2 separate regions of the Sus scrofa genome follow, and region 2 is linked to region 1. The links are chromatin contacts, called in public promoter capture Hi-C maps. All regions are on one chromosome and are shown on one strand. The core of a region is the stretch at or near the end of the contact, and the rest is flanking DNA. Distances in the headings are between cores, read along the strand shown.

Region 1 (3,267 bases), core at 641-3,140:
CTCACCTATCAGAGGCCAGAGTGTCTAGGGTTTCATTTTCAGTGGCTAAAGTTTTCAGAAGCCTCTATTAAAGTTCAAATAGGTCCTGGGAAAGGTAACAAATTAAGCTTATTATTTAGTCAGTCAATTCTCTGTAAGAGAAACTCTTGAGTTTCATTTACTAAGACTCTCTCAGCTCTTAGTAATTGAAAGTGAAGATCCAGAGGATGCAAAAAGGAGTGAGGAAAATCCTAACAGGAGGTATGCAGAAAAGGAGGCGGGAGAAGCCCCTAAAAGTAATCTTTACTTGCTGTAGAAAAGAAGTTCTGATTGGTCTTTAGCCACTGAACTCTCATCCCCAGTGACTCCACCAACACCAGGGTTACAATGCAAGCCAGAAATTAAGACGCACAAAAGTCTTGTAAAGAGATAAAAACCCAGTGGTGCCATGCTGTCGTCATTCATCTTACTAAATCGCAAAACTACAAAGCTACATATCTTTCAAAAGGCCTGAAGACTGATCTACCCAATGAAGAGCCACTGATGTACAGAAGAAATTAATAATTTTCCTTGAATATCACTAAATAATCTAGCTTTATATTTATCCTTCAGATAAACTCTTTAACCCCTCCTGAAGGACTTTTTTAAAAAGTTTAAACTAGGCACAATAAAGTTGCAAAAAAAGACCAACAGTCGCCAACATTTTTCAAAGAGCGTTATACAAAACGATGACTTTGATCAACATTCCTCAGGATATATATTCCAGTATCCGGTAGAGAATTTTTCCCTTCCCTACAGACTTGGAAGCAAATTGAGAACACCTAGGAACAAACTTTGTTGGCCACCGGCAGGGGAGCTCTTCAGCTTTTGTCCCCAAACCCATTCAAACAAAAGAAGCTTCGCTTCCTCTAACCCACCCCTCAGACCCGCACCCTCCCAGGGACTCCGCAAATCCCCGAGCCCTCTCCTCCCGCCCCCGCCAGCTCAACTTACTCCTCAGCGCCCCGATGAGCAGAGAGCCGTCCTTAATGAGCTCTTTAATGAACTTGTTGGTTCTCTCCAGTTCAATCTCGTGACACTGCAGGCGCTCCCTGAAATCCGGGCTGTCCAAGTAGGAGTCACTGAACTCCAGAGTCGGCAGCCCCATGGCACCAGCACTGCCAGCGGCCGCCCAGGGCAGGTCCGGGCCGGCGGTCGAGGCGGGGACAGCTGGCGACCGCAGCCGGCGCCTGGGACGCGCGATCCTGGGGAACCAGCCGGGACGCGAGGGGACGTGCAAGGGAAACGGTCCCGCACGCCGCGCCGCCTGCGCGGGACTCGGCGGCGCGCGGACGCCTCCGGGCTCAGGCTTCTTCCCCCGAGGCGAGGCGAGCGCCCACGCGGGCGGTGGGCCAAGGCGCGGGTCCGCTCAGGTCGTTGTCATTCGGACGCATCGTCGCCGCAAGCGCGGAGGCGGCGGAGGCTCCGGGCCGCGGCCGGAGCAGGAAAGTTCTCTCGATTCGCAGGCACTTCCGGCAGCTCTGCTCTCCTACTCCCTTGACAGTCGTTTGCGCTGGGAGCCAGAAGCGCCCAGCCGCCCCTCCGGCCGGGCCGGGGAAACCCTCCCCCTCGGTGGACGCAGGCTCAGAGCGCTCGCTGATCGGGCCGGGCTTGGAGACCCTCCTCCCGCCGCCGTGTTCCCACCCCGCGCCGCCCCGCCCCTCCTCCCATTTACCCTCCTGCCCGCGCCCAGCTGCCCGCACTTTGCTCCTGGGCTCTGCACTGCCGCGGCGGGATCGCGCTCCTGCCTGCGCGCGGGCGTTAACTCAGCAACTCCTGGGCGCCCAGCTTCCACTAGCCCGCGGTGACACTTTGGTGCCCTCCACTCCACTAAAACATCTCCAGCTCCCAATATGCCTCCCTACCGGTTCTCATCACCCACTGCCTAGAAATGTCTGGGAGAGAAAGCAACGTTATCTCTCCCTGAAGTTTGAAGCCTGGTTGGGAGATGCCACTTTCGAGCGTTAGTTTTTACTTCGCTAGCCTGCGCTGAATGCAGAAAAATTCCATGTTGAAAAGTTTCCTTTTTTCTCACCATTCACTGCTTTGATCCTAGAAAGTCAGGGTTTTTCTATTCAAAACGCAGAACTTCATAGACCTAGGGCAGTTTTTTTGTTTTTCCAAGTTGCTGAGAAGGTGGGAAGATTTTAGATTGTTTTTATTCCACCAAATAAGCGCCTCGGACTGAGGGGTTCTTCTTCTAGAAAAATACCTGTTTGCATCACAACTGTATCTTTTATGGTCACCTGGATGGAATTGCCCTGCAAGCGTGGAGATTTTCAAACTGTTGAAGTTGGCTGAAATTCCAAATGAATAGTTAATTCTTACCAAGAGGCGGTATACCCCTCCTCTGGGAGGGATCACCTAATAAATTTCTGTTCTCTCAAAACCTTGACAGCAAGAGAAACTGCTGCTTTACATCTAGTCCCGCCATCATCTATAGGATTTCTGAGAGCGCAGTTATTTTTCTAAAGGATCTGCTTTTAATTTCTATGTTTTCATTGCTTTGTCCATTTGAACCATCTGTTAAAAAACCCTTCTACAGATCATGGGAAAAATTCCATTAAAGTGCTTTACATTTTTCCCAATTAAAATTGTTTCAGAATCTGTCAAGACTTTTAGTTTCATTTTTTTACACATGAACATTAAAAACAGCATGTAAACCTTAAACTAAGGCTGATAAGATGATGTAAACAATATATTTGATGGCTTTGGTTTTAATTCTTCTGAGCCGGGAAGTTGGACTTAACCTTCCATCTGTAATTATGTTCCTAGCCTCAAAATATTGGGAGAATGGCCAATTACCATTAGAGTCATTTTAACTTTTAATGTCTAACTTGTGTCTGTCAGTTAAATACTCCTCATTTGGAAGGTGGGGTGGAGTGGGGTGGAAGGCAATAATGCTATTTGTCAGTTAATGGAATAACAGAAGCTGTAGTGGGTCTGTTTTTCACCTGAGGTGATTTTACACCTATTCATCACACAGGCTGAAAGACAAAAAAAAAATAAAAAAAAATTAGGCAGGCCAAACAAATAGTTTCCTTTCAACTTTTGCCATGTTGCTGTTCCAAATAACTAAATCCAATGCCAACTGCTGAGATATGAAACAGGATAAAATATAACAATCTCTTCCTGTTTTTCATTAAATGAAAGTCCTGTGATTAATTCTTTAAGAATGCATCAACAGTCTTTGATAAGTAGCATTTAATAAGGTAGATGTCAATTTTCATTCTTCCTTTAAAGTCTTAT
Region 2 (3,010 bases), core at 128-2,627, 46 kb before region 1:
TAAAAATATGTAGACATTGGATTATCACTGACGCGTAACTGGATGGAGTGTCAGAAGTCAAGGGTTAATTTACCACATGGTCCTGTGTGACAAGATGCTAGGCGACCACTTCTCTGGGCCTGGGGGGGGGCACCACCCACTTGGCATATAACAAAGTGCTCAGTAATTCAACCTAGAAGGCTTTCTAATTAATAGAATCTGTTGTTTCAAATTATAAAACACTATTCTTCCAAAGGAACCTCAAAGCGCTTCAAATACAGGACCATCTCCAACCACAGGTTGCATGCCTAAAACCTCAGCTATTAAAGCTGAAAAGTAGAGCCCACAGAATCTCACTCACACTCATGGCTCCTGCACTATGTTCCCGAAGGACAATCAACCACAAACTACAATCACTGAATGTGATGTTAGGGCTATTTCAGTCCCAAGGTCAGCTTTCTGCCAAAGGTTCAAAAGAAATGATCGAAGACACTGATTCTAGCTCAACAATGATAATGGGCCTATGACATAAAAGATATTTAGTTTTGTGTTTTGCGTTTTGTTTCTAAACCAGAAACACAAAGGCCTACATATTAAGTTTTACAAAAAAAAATAAGACCTTCTCTCTCAACCAGGAGTTAATAGTCTGGTGGAGAATACAGATTATATTTACTAAAGCGACTGGTGTCATGACAGTATTTGACACACGGTGAGAAAAAGGCAGAGGAGACGATCTGAAGCATGAGCATGAGCTTGCTTAGGGAAAGAAAAGGAGAGAAGATTAGCTACAATTTGTTTAGAAGAGCTGCCACTCAATTTTTGTTTCCGGAAGAGATTATGAAGATTTCCTTTAAAGTTTATTTTTTTAAAATCCTCAAAAAAATAAAAATGCAGAAGTTTCAGATTAAAGTCACCCACCTAGTGGATTTCCCCCTAGGACCGAGCATGCCAGAACTGCACACTGCAGTCACTAGTACACATGCAAAGTAATTCTTGCTCTAAACTTGGTCAAGGACAAAATAACATCTTCAGTTTAAAAGAAGTACTCCTCATACTAAGTTGTTTTCCCAAAATTTATCTCTACTTTCACACCATAGGGGAAAAATTCTTCCACAAGAGAAACCTGCTTTCCAGGAAGCATATGCATGACATGGGTTCTCTAATATTTTCATTTAGGCTCAGAGCTGTTAACTTGGTGTGGCCATAATTCAGATTCCTAGTTTAACTGAGAGACAGGACAAGGAAGCTAAACCTTCAGGGATCTTCAGTTTTGGCTAGGGCCTGCAGAGAGCAGCCCAGGGATGTGTCAAGGTCAGTGACACGGCGGACACACAGAACAGGAAACAGTCCACAGTAGAGCTTCCTGTATCCCACACCCCTCTACTCACACGCACTTAACCTTCACGTCCTGCAGCCTTGGAGGAAGCATCACATGTCACTGACTATAAGAACAAGGCTTCTTTCTCCCTCTCTCACAAAGCAGCCTTGCAGTCCAAGTAAAGTTGTCTGCTTTTCCACCCAAGCCCTGGGAGATGGGATGAGGCTCGTGTCCTTGCTCCAGGAATAACTACACTTCATACAGAACCCTGTCAGCTTAAATCTCATTAGGACAGGGGAAATAAAGTATCACCACAAGCATTCCTTTCACTCTACCTGTACATTTTTAAAATAATACTGTAAATAAAGTTTCAAAACTCGGTTAGGTTTAGGGTTAGAGTCAGGGTCAGTTAGGGCTGGAGGGATCTTCCCTGGATCTGTACTGTAGCATCAGACAGTTTTAAATCCTAGATTCATGACTAACTAGCTTTCTATTACCTTGAGCAAATTTCTTAACTTCTTCCTCACAGTCTCAATTTTTGTGTATATATATATAATAAAAGAATGTTACTCCCTACTTAACAGTGTTAGTGGGACATTTAGATAAATTCAGAGCCCTGGCGTTTTTCAAATAAATATCTTTCTCTCCCTTCTATTCCAAAGGAAGAAATTTGGTACATCAGATGACAACCAGGGTATACAGTAGAATGGACTGTGATCAGGATAACCTAGTCTTTTAAAAAACTTTTATATTCATGATAGATGTCATAGACCAAGGGGATCTAAACTATGTTTTAGCAATTCGATTTCCTTGTCAGCAGCAAAACTTCAAAATACACACAAAAAGTATGTAGAAGTAAGCACGTATACATAGCTTCAGTGAGTCCAAAATGAGAGGGGACAAAAACAGACTAGTCAACTTGTAGCTTCCAGGATCACATCAAGTAACTGATTTTTTAACAGTTTTTCTATACACAGGCAACATATCACACACACACAAAATCTTTTCAGAGCTATTCACTACCATAGGTAAAAGCCTTCCCCACTAGCATAAAACAAACTGCAGCTAGACTACGGGACAGATGGCATTCAGTAGTTTTGTGTGTGTTGGGGGTGGGGTGTGTCAGGAATGAATGTGGTTATCAAGACATTTCTAAGTTGGAACAACATTAGAGTAAGGGTCATGGGAAAAGAAGCTTTTGCTCACCCTACTTCCTGGCAGCATTTTCAGTACACAAGCCATAAGCAACTCATGTTTACCAGATAGAACAAGAAAAGACAGGATTATTAAAGGAAAGAGTGCAAGGATCAGGGCATACATGTACACACTTTATAAATTACTTACACTTTTTAAATTTTTATTTTGAAACTCTAGAAATAGTTTTAAAAACTTAGATAACCATACTTCACTGTACAAAATATCTTTTCTGCTTTAATCAACTGAATTAGGTTAGAAAATTTTTATTAGAGTCAATCACACAAATGAAACTCAATTACGGAAGAAAACCAATCATTACGTATTTATTTTATCCTTCTCGGGAAAAAATGCAACTTGAAATTATTTTTCAGAGTCATAGAAAAAATGTCTCTTGGGATTTCAAACTTCCAAGTCTAGAGTTCTTGATATTAAAACAAGTTTAAAAAGAAGGTGAATGTATCCTGGAATTGATACTAAATTCAAGAGTATTTTATTTACCATGGGTAAACATTTCCT

What was found. Promoter capture Hi-C pulls out the DNA fragments that hold promoters and counts their contacts.
Region 2: a contact with region 1 is called in a promoter capture Hi-C map of liver, with 2.6 times the contacts expected there. The contact joins the enhancer-like site here to the promoter of ARHGAP42 in region 1. A contact is called at or near these places in 2 of 5 promoter capture datasets (fetal liver and liver), 6 of 47 Hi-C or Micro-C datasets (fetal heart ventricle, fibroblasts, heart right ventricle and 2 more) and 1 of 2 datasets of contacts at active chromatin or transcription factors (skeletal muscle).

Annotation. Positions count from the first base shown.
Region 1 is chr9:31,719,209-31,722,475 of Sscrofa11.1, reverse strand. It overlaps ARHGAP42 (rho GTPase-activating protein 42), which reads right to left and starts at 1,890. Exons shown (of 24, transcript XM_021062699.1): 1 at 973-1,890. The coding sequence starts at 1,126.
Region 2 is chr9:31,764,913-31,767,922 of Sscrofa11.1, reverse strand. The region is part of intron 1 of ARHGAP42 (rho GTPase-activating protein 42); the gene reads right to left. Among named protein-coding and RNA genes, the nearest start is that of ARHGAP42, 46 kb to the right of the region's middle. Within about 2 kb of position 1,377, at least 18 of the 83 cell types and tissues checked have an H3K27ac peak or open chromatin away from gene starts, as enhancers often do. A contact at or near this core is called in fetal liver and liver, where this site is marked.